Linked DNA regions of Gossypium hirsutum: region 1 is linked to region 2. A link is a contact called in public Hi-C data. All regions are on one chromosome and are shown on one strand. Each heading gives the region's core, a stretch centred on a gene start, on an enhancer-like site or on the middle of the called end of the contact. The rest is flanking DNA. Distances are from core to core; before and after follow the strand shown. Region 1 holds the start of LOC107955702 (60S ribosomal protein L18a). Region 2 has its middle 16 kb from the start of LOC107956417.

Evidence for each region. Hi-C and Micro-C count contacts between places; a contact is called where the count stands out from the background.
Region 1: a Hi-C map of leaf shows a contact between it and region 2, with 6 times the contacts expected there. The contact joins the promoter of LOC107955702 here to the enhancer-like site in region 2. A contact is called at or near these places in 9 of 34 Hi-C or Micro-C datasets (anther, hypocotyl and leaf).

The regions. Positions count from the first base shown.
Region 1 is chrA07:84,805,952-84,812,638 of Gossypium_hirsutum_v2.1, forward strand. It overlaps LOC107955702 (60S ribosomal protein L18a), which reads left to right and starts at 2,631. Exons shown (of 4, transcript XM_041116944.1): 1 at 2,631-2,837; 2 at 2,952-3,067; 3 at 3,168-3,231; 4 at 4,941-5,465. The coding sequence starts at 2,823. The coding sequence ends at 5,282.
Region 2 is chrA07:84,573,088-84,580,585 of Gossypium_hirsutum_v2.1, forward strand. No RefSeq gene overlaps it. Among protein-coding and RNA genes, the nearest start is that of LOC107956417, 16 kb to the right of the region's middle. Within about 2 kb of position 3,879, at least 1 of the 9 cell types and tissues checked has an H3K27ac peak or open chromatin away from gene starts, as enhancers often do. A contact at or near this core is called in leaf, where this site is marked.

The sequences.
Region 1 (6,687 bases), core at 1,381-3,880, 230 kb after region 2:
AACTCTAAAAAGTAAAAAATTTGGCATTCATAATTTAATTTATAGTTGAATTCTATCTAATAAATAAAAAAATAAATTAAAAACTCTTAAAACTAATTAAATATTTGGCTTTACATGTGTTATATAACGGGTACTCTAATTAAATGAATAAATAAATATAAAATATGTAAAATAAGTAACATAAAACTTTAAAACTTACCTAAAAAATATCCTAATTCTACCCGAAAGATAAGTTATGTTTTAGAATATTAGGTTGATGTCAACCTCAGATAGTATTATAAGTAAGATAGGTGAAATTAAGGTTACTACATCAATTGTTGCATAGAAGATGAAAAGTACGAGTTTGCCATATTTTGAGAGTTTAGAATGAAATAGCGGATCATATGGCTAAATATGTTGCAACAAGAAATTTTTTGCTCTAGTTGTTTGAAGTTCCACTAAGTTCAATAAAAAATTTGTTGATTGTTAATCGTAATAATTCTAGATCAATTTAATATTAATTGTTTGATGTAGTTGCTTTGTTCCGTGTTTTTTTTACCAAAAAAAAGTTACGTAGAATAAACACAATTCCAGAGCTAATATCAACTTAGAGCATTAGGAATAATAACAAACATCGACTTTTTGCCGACACTTGAATTTCTCAAAAAACTTCTTGCCCTATATTTTTCTAGAGTTGTCTCAATCTCACTTAAGGTCTTAGGTTTGACTCCTTTCACTATGTCTCTGATTTTTTTTGTTTTTTTTTTTGTCAATGGAGGAAAAAAAAGGGTTAAAAGAGGAAAATATCTTACAATATATTATTTTTATTATTAAAATTATTTATAAATTAATAATTTTTAAAGTTTTTTTATTTTTTCAAGGTAAATGATGTGACGTTGTCACATATAATAATCTTATACTATCACGTCATTTTTTGTTATTACATTACAACCATTGGCTAAAAAAATTCAAATACTAAGCTGGAATAAAAGAAAAAAAAAACCATAAGTATCAAGTTAAAGTTAGTGTCAAGTTCAAATACCAAACAAGTATTTAAGCCAAAATATAAACTAAATTTTAGTTAGTTTGATTTATTTTGGATTTGATCAAAGTATCATTCATGTTTCTTTTATAGTTTATGAAAACTAATATTTTGGGGATCTGTGATTGATTTCTCGATAATATTATCTTTAGTGTTTGAACTCGAGTTCTCTCACTAAGACAACAATATGTCTTCTCATTATACACAACACTTATTAGTTAATTAGTATGAACTTTAATGTAATATGTATTTTTAAAATTAATACAATATATATTTTTTTACAATTGCACCAAACACAGTCCATATGCCATGGATAAATTTTGTCCATTTCTTTTCAATTTCTCGTTTGTTGACTTTGTACTAATTTGATTTTACATACTAATTGTTTGAATATTTATTTATACACCGTATTATATTTGTAATAGTAAAATTTTTTAAATAAAATTATCGTTAATAATTTGTATTAAAAAATAAGGGTAATTATTTGGTACACAGACAGTGAAAAATTCTCATTCCACAAGCGAGGTTGAGATTTTGTCACATATTTTTTTTAATTTTTTTTTTTAAAATACAACTCAATTGCACATTACAAAATCTCAAGTCAAAATTTTCCACTACCTAGGAGGGTTGAGCAAAAAATCGACCAAATTGAGTTGAACCGATAATTCAATTTTTTTATAGTTCAGTTTCGGTTAGATAATGTCATTGAACCACATCAATTTGATTTTGTTTCAGTTTATTTCATTGGACACCGAAAAATCCAAAAAAAAAAAGAAAGTTTAAAATTTTCAAAAAAAAAAAAGCCAATATTTTTTGAACATATAAGGCCAAAACAAAAACCCATTTAGAACCTAAAACAAAACCCATTGCTTTTAAATTCTAAAAATAACTTTTATTATGCTTTTACATATCCTATAATTAAAAAAAATAAACCCTAAATCTAATTTGAGTGTCAACCTCTCACAAATTCATTGTTTATTTATTATTATTATTATTAAAATTTATAAGAATTCAAGTGTTCATCTCAGTTATACTTAATACGTACTGTATTTATTCTTCAATTATTATTATTGTTAAAACTTTTAAAATTTTGGTTATCAATTAACATTTCCAAGTTGAACTATCATTACACGTTGAGAGTTCTAAAATATAAATGATTTAATATTTGATTATGTTCAATGAAGATCGAGAGTAATTAAATTAAGGTTTAATTAGATTTTTAACAAATATTTATAATTATAAATTTTACAATTTATTTTTCATATAAATTTATTAATTAAGGTTTTATGTATAATTGAAAAAAATTTGTTAAATAGTGTTTAAAAAACATAAAACAAAGATAAATTTATCTAATTAAAGTTGAAAAGTCCAAATCCAAAAATAAATTTATCTAAGTAAAATCCAAAAGCTAAAATCTGAAAAACAATATAAAAACTTGAAATCCGTACCAATTAAGTATGGTTCGATAATAACCGGTTTCTTATGTTAATTGGTTGAGTTTGCTTTGAAAAATGAAAAAAACAAAAAAAAATCAAATACTCCAACTCAATTAAAAAACTAAAAAACAGAACCGAACCGAGCCATCTCACCCTTCTACCACAGCACCGGAAAAATATTGGAAGATGGGCCTTCTATAAAAAGTTAGAATTTGGGTGGATGAGGTACTAAGGCCCAGTTAAGCCCCAACAACTTAAAAAGAAAGTATTATCAGGGTTTTTTATTCAGAGAGAGAAGCAAAGGGAGAAACCAGGAAACCAAACCAAACTAGTGAGCCGCAGCTTCTCTTCTTCTGTATCCCAAAATGGTTGCTTTTAGGGTAAGTTCAAATTTCTATTTTCTTTTCTTTTTCCATTTTTTTTGTTGAGAAAATGGTGATGGGATTTTGGGTTTTGATTTTTGATTTTTGATTTTTCTTTGAAAAAAAAAACAGTTTCATCAATACCAAGTGGTGGGCAGAGGTCTTCCTACAGACGCAGATGAGCATCCCAAGATTTACCGTATGAAGCTTTGGGCCACTAACGAAGTCCGTGCCAAATCCAAGTTTTGGTCTGTAAATTTGCAATTTGCTGATAATTCCTGATTTCGTTTGTTTTGATTTCCTTGATGAGATAGGGGATTGGAATTTTAATTTTGGTTCCATGTTTAGGTATTTTTTGAGGAAGCTGAAGAAGGTGAAGAAAAGCAATGGACAAGTTTTGGCCATCAATGAGGTATTCAACCTTACTTGTTCTTCAACTTTGAACCCCCCATTAGTGTATGGCTTAAGCAAGTTAATTGCATTGCATTTTATCATATAGGAACCTTATATTATATTGTTCATTAACTTCTACTATTTAGTTGTGTTGATTAATGATGAAAGATTACAGTTACTCTGTTCATTCATAATTGGGAGTTACTGCATTATGACATACAAGGTGTTTAAGAAAAGAGGGGGAAAAGCAAAAAATGTTGGCCTAATCACATAATTTTAACTTGGAGGTTCTCTTATGCCTATATTTTAAGAGAAAAGGTGTTGTAAATAAAACACATTGATTTTTGGTTCATTGTTTATTTTAGAAGAGAAAGCATTTTAAGCATTAATATCTTTCTTAATTTGATTGCTTTGTTTACCATATACTAGATGTAGAGTTGTCACTGCTAAACATGGTAGGCTTATGTTCTATCCTCTCGGTTTAGTTTAGCCAGATCTTGTTTCTCAAGAGGGAATGATGTTTCACCATTTCCATGTATATGGAATTAGACATTTTAAGCCACCCGAGTTAATTTTTGTGTGTGTTTTAAGTGTTGCATATTGGATAAGAAATGTTCTATTTTTTTTAAAAAAAATTATCTTCACATACTTGAGCTTGAAATGGTCTTCATCTAGAAACATGTTTTGATCAATCAGTTTGATTGGATTTAAAAGAAGCATCATGCTAAATGAATAGCCTTAGATCTAATCATGGATGGTATTTAGTTATTCATCTGAGCCTGGTATATGTCATTTGATGCCACCAGAATGAAGTACCACTGTGAGTGAAGATAAAACCTTAGATTTTGAGAAACGAAAATACTTCTTAAAACTCTCTTGTACCGGGAGTTTGGATGTTTTGGAGGTGGGACAGTTGAGCTATGTGAATGAGACTAGGGACAGGGGTAAGGATCCAAGTTTCGGGCACAGTAATTCTTGAAATCTCAAAACAGGGGAGTCGGGGACACTATCCAAAAGTCGGACACGGAGTCTCCCATTTAAAAAATATAATTTTTTTCATGCCTCTTATAACCTAATTTATTTCCAGCTTTGCTTTTCTTTTGAAAGGTGTTTTTTTTTTCTTTTTCTTTTTAAGCTTTAACTTTTGGCCCATTGTGAATTATAAAATAATGGGCTGGTCTGGAGTCTGGACCGGCGTCAAAAATTTTATAAAAAACCCCTAGAAAAGTGAAAAGTCACAACATTAGTCTTCTTCGCTATGCCGCCTGCTGCTGGGGCTTTACTTAGCAGATTTTTTTTCCTTTTCCTCCAGCAATTTCTTTGTCAGAAGTCGTCGATGGCCGACGTCATCGCCTCTGCTGTGTATACACCTTTCTTTTTCCTTTCCTCCTGTTTTTTTTTCCCTCAGTTCTCCCTGCATTGTGTCCGTTGATTTTTGCTGGATCTGATCCGTTTCCAGTGTTGGAATCCATGTTGGATCGTGTTGACACCGGTACAACACCCCTAACTGCCAAGTCCGGGTAACAGAGTAGTTGAGTAGAGTAGACAACATGCTTACATATTTACCCGTGCTTTATACCTTAAATTAGTGTCAAACCTTGTAGCAATGCATTTGTGCTTTGATGCTGGCTCACTTGTGTTCCTTTGTTATTTTAAAGAGAATGATGCATTGTTCCTAAATTACCATGAAACCAATTTTTTTCTCGCAATAAATGTTTTTGATTGCAGATCTTTGAGAAAAACCCTACCAAGATCAAGAACTATGGCATTTGGCTGCGATATCAAAGTCAAACTGGTTATCACAATATGTACAAGGAATACCGAGACACAACCCTCAATGGTGCTGTAGAACAGATGTACACTGAGATGGCGTCTCGTCACCGGGTGAGGTTTCCTTGTATTCAAATCATCAAGACAGCTACCATCCCAGCAAAACTTTGCAAGAGGGACAGCACCAAGCAGTTCCACAACTCCAAAATCAAATTCCCACTGGTATCCAAGAAGGTCAGGCCACCAACTAGGAAGCTCAAGACGACATACAAGGCAACCAAACCCAACTTGTTTATGTAGTTGTCTTTCATGGCTGGTGGTGATAGGTCTAATGCCTTATAGTTTGATTACTTCCCTTGTTAGATTGAGAGGGGTTATCAAATTTTGAACACTCTATATTAACTTTTATAGTTCTTTTATGTTTCGAAGATTGTGTTTTGATGACTTTACTTTTTAATTTAATGAACATGGTGAATTTGCTAATTTCTAGTTGGTGAATGATCTGTATAATGCATCTGCAATGCATGGTGCGGTTACATTTTATTGTGCAATTTGATATTAACTTTAATTTGGTGAATTTATTTGAAATTTTGGTTGTAATTTAAATATATACATAGAACTTTAATTTTAAAGAAAGAAATGTATCAATTTATTTTTAAATGGGGTAGATATAAATATTTTTGTGTAATATAATATAAAATGATGCAATACTACTAATTGTATCAATAATTTGATTCATGTATAAAATTGTACAAATTAAAATTTATGTATGTAGTTACATATTAAATCAAAATTAAAATATAATTTTGATATTTATCTTTTTTATTTTCTTCGGACTTTTTATTGTCTTTAAATATCTGCATTAGTGTGGATCCTAGCATTTGAAGGATTTGAGAGAACTATTGCATCAAAACCAGAAAATGTGGGAATTTGAGAGAACCAATAATTAGTCTAAAATCGAGAACTGGTTTATGCGGAAAAGCTTGAAAAAACTGATGTGTTTAAACTTTTGGCTTAGTTCGGCCAAAAAGCATCCACTTGGTTCATCTCTACGTATGGTGGATCTGCAACCTGTAGTGCATCTTGACCTCACGAGAACCAGTGAAGGGTGAACAAAAATGGAGAATGAAAGATACTCGAAAATTGTGGTTGTACTGGACGAGAAAAAAGAACCAATGAACGTAAACGAGGAAGTTCTAGGCTTCAGCACCACCTAAGAAACTTGAAAAATTTACCCTGACGATGAAGTTCTAGGCTTCAGTTTTTATTTTTTTTATATAATAGACAATTTTTTTTTTTGGTTACAAATCTGGTTAACACCACGAAAAACTAGCATAGATACCTATTACCCATTAGCCCGTTATGAATGTGGATAGAGTGGAGGAGGTGCTTGATATTATCAAGTGTTCGTTGGAGATTTCATCCTACTTTAGTGCGTTCACGAATGATATTCAACCATTTTTGTCACTTCCAAGAAACTTACGTGAAGAAATATTATGATTTTTTAGAGTAAGAATAGAATGGAGAGTGAGAAACTTGGCCTGAATTTTGTTGACAAAATTGAAGCTTCCAATGGACAAAATCTGAAAACCGCTATAATCCTGAACGATAGTAGCTCCACCAGTCATGTTATTTCGCCTGCAATTGACATTGCAATGTGGAGAGGGAATTTGCACCTGTCTCAGGAGCTTGATTCCTTGACTGA
Region 2 (7,498 bases), core at 2,629-5,128:
ACTTCTTAACAGCTTCATTGCTATATTGTCTAATTTGAGCTATCGTTGGGTTAGCTCACAAAGGTGGTGATTATCTATCTGAAACAACAACTTCCCACAAGTTATATGCCTAAAGATACGTATTCATCTTCACTACCCAAATATGGTAGTTCTCTCCAGAAAAGATAGGAGGTGGAGGTAGAGGTGGTGTAAAGCTTCTAGATGACATTGCAATAAAAACAAGATAGAAACAACACTCTTTGTTCAACAAGAAAAACACTCAGAAGTCTCTCGAAGGCTAAGGCTCTCGATACCAATTGTTAAGAGTTTAGAGAAGTTGAGGGAACAAAATATAGAGAAAACAAAGAAAAATACTTAGCATAATTTTTTACTGCTATCAAATTTTCTCATCTTTTTTCATTCAACAAGAAATACAATATATATATATACGGGTGTAGTGATTACAAGTAAGTCAACTACCCTACTAATACACCTTAAAAATACAAAGATATAACTTATACATAAACTGATTAGGTAAAAGTCAGAATCTAAAAAGTTAAATCAATACTAACTCTGCTTATCTAACAAGTGATCTTAGCAAGTAGACTAATACAAAAAAAAAACCATTACCAGCATATGCAAACCCTTCTTGAAATACGTCAGGTGGGTTCGCCAACAACACATAATAGCTCACACTTTAATGAGCTCGCAACTTTAGTTAAGCTCGCAACCATGGAGCTAGCAGACTTGCTTGAGCTTCCAACTTTAGTTGAGCTCGTAGCTACGTAGGAAGAGTTCACCACTACATGAATGGCCACTTTGGAATAGAGGAAAATAAATTAAGAAAAAGAACATGTAAGCATAGGCGAGCGGGCAGGGCAGAAATGAAATTTTACACTTTTAGCTCCTTTATAATTTATAAATTTTAAATTAGTAGATGATAAAATTGTACATTGACACTAAAAAATATAACTTTTTTAGTTGTTCTTTTAAAAATTATAAAGATATAGACTATTAAAAAGATAAAATTATATTTTTACTTTCATAAAAATATATTACTTAATTCCAACCCTCAAAAGAATTTTGACTTTACTTATGTATATAAGTGTAATTAATTACAAGCTAACTGAAAGATTAAGTAATATTAAAATATAAATTAACAAAGAAAATCTATTATATTGTATATAAGTTTAAAAGCTTATTCGGGTACCAAGTAAATTTAAATGGCTTACATATAAAGACTTTATTTAAATAAGATAACAAAATTCAAGGGCTTATTTAATATATTAGCCAGTATTGGATTTATATTTCATATATTGATACCTATAAATTTAGAGTGAGTATTTAGTACACTAGCAATATATTTTTTTTATTCTACAATTAACCTTAAAAAATTGACATGTATCATTTTTTTAAAATATATATTTTCTAATAATTTATTATACCCTGTAGGATACTTATCAATCTCTTAACCCTGCTTTATGGAGTTTAAAAACTCCAATAAAAATGTATCAAATATTTTCTCATAAATTTATGTTTTATTAGTAAAATAAACGATGACAAGTATTGTATTTTTTTTTAAATTTAATAATTTTGATACACTGGTGGTGGAAACTTTTAACTCTACAACTGGATTAAGATTTTTTCATGTTTCCTTAAGTTGTATTTAAAAATTTTTAAAATAAATAAATATGACATATGGCAAAATCTTAACCTCGCTTGTGGAGTTAAAAATTTACATCACATGTGCACCACATAATTACCCATAATATATTATTATATAATTTAAGGGTTAATATTTGGTAAACTCAAAGTGTGTTGTCATGTATTTTTTTTAAATATTTTACTAAACCTCTCTATAGGACACTTGTCAATCCCTTGACTTTGCTTGTGGAGTGTTAAAACTTCACTACTAGTATGCCAAATATTTTCTCGTAATTTATTGATAGTGTATAAAATTATACAATATTATTATATTACGGGATAGTATTTGATACACTGATAGTAGTGTACTTTTTTTATTCCTCGAGTAGCTTTAAAAAATTGAAATATGTCTTTTTTTTTAATATTTTACTATAACCATGTAGCACACTTGTCAATATTGAGAAGCACACCTTAGAGAACAAGAATGAGTAATTCTTTCATATGTATTAACAAAGCAATATCCAACGATATATATACAAGCCATAGTTAGCAGCTGATTAACAACAACTGATCAGTAACAGACTAACGAATTGCTAACTATACAAACAAACTAACTGCTAACAGCTACAACCATTAATTCCTTAATATGCCTCCAGCTTTCTCATGACTGCTGACTGACCAGGTTTAGCAATAAGCTTGAGACATGACCTGAACTTTGTAAACAAAGGCCAGACAAAGGCTCAGTGAATACATTAGCTATTTGCTCTTGAGCAATAACATGTCCTACTTGCAATAGTCCAACAGCAACTCTTTCCCTGACAAATAAGAGATCTAATTCGACATGTTTGAATTTCGAATGAAGAACTGGATTAGCAGAAACAGCAACAGCTCCAGAGTTATCGCACCAAACAGCAGCTTTGCGAGTAGAAGAGATATGTAGCTCAGAGAGGAGAGAATCAAGCCAAACCATTTCAGTGACAGTGTGAGCAAGGCCACGATATTCTTCTTCAGCAGTGGACCTGGAGACTACTTTTTGTTTCTTGGATCCCTAGGCAACTGGACTCCCTCCGAGAAACGCACAGAACCCCGTAGTAGATCGTCTATCATCCACATCGATTCCCCAATTATCATCTGAGTACCCTACTAAATCCAGATTGGCAGCTTTAGTGAAATGCAGTCCATAATCCATGGTGTTCTAAAGGTACCAAAGAATACGTTTCACAGCCTTAAAGTGTTGATCTAAAGGTTGATGCATGAACTGGTAAACCTTATTGACAACAAAGGCAATATCAGGCCTGGTGATGACCACGTACTGTAATGCACCCACAATACTTCTGTAATCCGAGGCATTCTCCACTGCACTGCCAACATGGAGAGACAAAACACAGGAGGTGACCATGGGCGTAGGTGAACCTGCCGCTTGATCCATCTTGGCTCTCCGTAGAAGATCAAGCACATATTTCTGCTGACTTAAAAATAGCCCTTCAGTAGTAGGAAGAACCTTAATTCCAAGGAAATAAGAAAGATGCCTCAAGTCTTTCAAGGAAAATGTTTTATTCAAAATTGTGACAAACTCATCAATGCTACCTTTGTTATTCCCAGTAACAATGATGTCGTCCACATAACAAGGACATAGAGACAAACATCCTTAGTTTTTCGAACAAACAAAGAGCTGTCTGATTTTGTCAAAACAAACTAGGACATGAGTAGGAAGTCTCTCAACTTAGAAAACCAAGCTCGGGGAGCCTGCTTAAGACCATATAGAGCCTTCTTGAGTTTGCAGACCAAAGGTTGATCACCATGATTTTGTTCAAAACCAGGAGGTTGAACCATGTAAATTTCTTCGGACAAATCACCATTAAGGAAGGCATTGTCGATGTTGAGCTGCCGGAGATGCCAACAAAACTTTACAGCAAGCGTTAGGTCAACACGAATGGTTGTTGGCTTAACAACCGGACTAAAAGTCTCATGGAAGTCAATGCCAGCTTCCTGAAGATACCCTTTGACCACCAAACGTCCTTTGTATCGGGCTATTGAACCATCGGCATGTCTTTTGAGCTTAAACACCCATTTGCACCCCACAGCTCTCCAGTTGGCAGGTAAGGGAACCAAGTCCCATGTCTGATTTCTAAATAATGCATTTTAGCTGCTAGAGCCCATTCCTTAGATGACAAAGCCTCCTCAATTGTAGTCGGTTCAGAAACACCAATCTCTACTGAGAAGACACGAGGTTTGAAAATTCCACTCTTGGACCGGGTCTGCATGGGGTAAGTGTTGACAGGAGGAGTAGGAATTGACTCATCAACCGGAACACTACTGGACACCATTTAAGAGGCTGGTGGAGAGACCTCAGCAGGAGAAGGAGAAACCCGAGTACTACTAGCTGAATGGGAGACAACATAGTAGCAGCTGGACGAGGCTGAATGGTAGCAGACCCTGAGGAAGCAGACCTAGCAGAGTGAAGATCGGACGGATAGCGTACTACTGGGACTGAAGATTCGTGACGCTGGAACTGAGATGAAGCAATAGCAGACACAGAACTATCTGGACACCATATTGAGAAGCATACCTTAGAGAACAAGAATGAGTAATTCTTTCCTATGTATCAACAAAGCAATATCCAACAATATATATACAAGCCATAGTTAGCAGCTGATTAACAACAACTGATCAGTAACAGACTAACGAACTGCTAACTATACAAGCAAACTAACTGCTAACAGCCACAACCATTAATTCCTTAATAGTCAACTCTTTGACTACTTGTGGATTCTAAAAACTTCATTAATTGTATACCAAATTATTTTCATTATATTAAATATAATCCTTATCTAATTAATTTAAACAATGAGTATTGTGTTGTTTTATTTCCCAAAAAGACAGGTGAATATTGGGACGTAGACGTATAATACTAAAAACATTGGTTGAAATGATAGTATTTCTTTTTCTTTTTCTTTTTTGAGAAAAAAATTATAATATTTAAAAAATAGACAAATTGTATAAATTAGATTTTAATAAGTGCTTATTTGATCCTCTAATTTTATATAAAAAATTATTTTAACCCTTTATTTATTTATTTTACTTTTTTTTAATCCTTAAACTTTTGTTTGTTGTACCCTTAAACTATATTGGTTTGTTTACTTTTGTTTTTTCGTTAATAATATTGCTTTACCTTCAAAAAAGATATTATGATTAAACTAAATACTAATTAGAAAATGTAAGGCATTCTTACAACTTTAGCCCATAGATCTTTCATTTATTTGTCAATTTGGTCCTTTTTTAAAATTAAATTTGACACTCAACCTTTTAAAAAAATTAATTTTGATCATCAACCTTTTAAAAAGAATTGAATTGATTTTTTTTAATAGAAATACTAACTAACACGTTAAATTTGTAAACATTGTAGCCCACATTGCAATCTAAGTGTACTTCATGCTATTTTTTGAATTTTTATGAAGCTTTTATACTCTTTTATTTTTGAATATTTTTATAACTTTTAAAATATTTATTAACATGTATATATGACAAACAATATCATGCCAGAAAGAAGTGCATATAGACTACTACACAAGTTGACACATCAACATCATTAAAGAATATTTTAATCAACATTTTTGTTAAAAAATAACAATTTAAGTCTTTTTGAAATATTAACAGCTAAATTTAACTTATAATAGTAATAATTATAATTATTATTATTATTATTATAGTGGAAAAAAACTGTAAAACAAAATTTATCAGTGTACCAAAAATTAATGCTACAAACTATCGTACACTCGTCCTTATTATTTTTGGATTTAAATAGAAGTGCATCAACAAACCGATTGTAAATTATTCCTACCACGTCAATCATGATTGATATTCAATAGTGATGTAAAAATAATTTTCCACATCACAAAATTTTGCCAGCTCATTCAGCTTCCTTCTTGGCCCATTACCTTTTTTTTTTTCTCTTCCTACCTGCAAGCTTTGTTCCCCATGTTCTTTTCTTGCGAAGCCAAAACAACTACGAAACAAGTGACGAAGAAAAGTTTGAAGAAGAAGAAAATGGGTAGGATGGAGACCCCATGGCTACGACGCCACTTATAAGACCCAAGTCAAGATCTGGTAATTGGACGTCGAACGACAATAACCCCTTAACCAGCTCCTTCTTTCACATTGCTCATTTAAGGTTTTTTAGTTTTAAAATTTATTAATTAACTAAATCTTTTGAATCTGTTGATTTTGGGATTTTCTATTTCTTTTATGAACAGATTTAGTGGATCAAATGGAGGGAAATGTTTATTCCAACATTAAATCAATAGCCTCTTCACTTTTGCATATACATATGATATTAAATGGGAAAAATTACTATTTTTTAAATAAGAAAATATTGCTACTATTCTTGAAATTGTATTTGAATGTTTGATTATTATGTTCTCTTGTTTGTCCAAAAGGAGATTTTTATTTTATGAATGCTGTTGATTAAAACTGTAGGAGAAAGTAGCGATCCGATTACTTTAGCCATGTTAGATGAAGAAAAGATATGTTTAAATGCTTTTTTCATCATTTAAAATCTGGGAAACAAAGGTTTCAGGTAGGAAGAGGAAAAACAAAAAAGTAACAGGCAGGAAGGAAGGTGAGTGAGCCGGCAATATATTTTAGTGATGTGTAAAAATAGGGTAATTTGCTAAAAAAATCCCTTTTATTTCGTTATTTACCGAAATAGCCCGACTTTTTGATTATTTACCGGAAAGGACCATTTTTTCCGAAAGCGCGTCCACGTCAGCGCGAAGTTAGGGGACATGTCAACAAAACGCTTCCCTGGGGGACCGTTTTGTCCATGTCAACACAAAGAGCTTCCTTGAGGGCACACTTTGCTGACGTGGACAAAACGCTCCCCCAGGAAAGCGTTTTGCCTCGATTTTTTAGGGTTAGGGTTTTTATTATTTTAGGGTTAGGGTTTTAGTGTTTTTTAAGGGAAAATTTAATTTAATTAGAGTTGAGGGTTAATTAATTAAATTAACTATGAAATTAAAAAAATCAATTAAATTAGGGTTTAAGGTTTTTAGGGTTTGGAAAAAGGCATTAGACCGATTGACTCGGGAATTAGTACAAACCTATTGATTAGGCGGTTAAATCGGTTGAGCCAATTTTTTATTTTTTATTTTTATGAATTCTTTGATGATTTATTTCATAGATCCAAATGGATAGGTCAAACAGATTGTACCGGTCAAACTGATCGAACCGATTAGACCAACAAACTGATGGCCCAATCAGTTCAACCACTAGTTAGGTTTTGAAAATCGGATTGGACCAGTTGGTCAGACCAATTACACTGGGCATAAGTGGACTTACTTAGGTCTAAATGAAAATTTTGAATATTTATATTGTATTAAATTAAATGCATGAAACTTCATCACTGCTTTCATAACTGAATTGAACCAGTCGGTCAATCCAATTGGATTGAAAATCAATTGAGGTACCAGCCCGAAATAAGAGGTTAGATTGATTGACTCATTAACTAATCAGACTAGATGAACTGGTGTTCGAACAGAATGAATTTATTTTATCTATCTTTAAATATTTTTATTTTTAATAATTTATTCAACCAAACTAATGGATCGGTTGAATCGATTGAACTGATAACGATGATCAGACTGTTCACCTATTGGTCAAATTCTGAAAATTTTAAGTTTCGGTGACGATATAGTATAAATAAAATTAATTATTTATTGTTTGAGTTTTGAATGAAGTGTGAAAGAAAAGAGAACAAAAAAATTTATCAAATTTTTTAATCAATCTTAGAGTTTTAAAATGGAATTTGATATTCAAAATTTAAGTCTTATGAAATTAGAGTTGGATTTGCCAAAATTAAAATCCAACTTTTTATTTT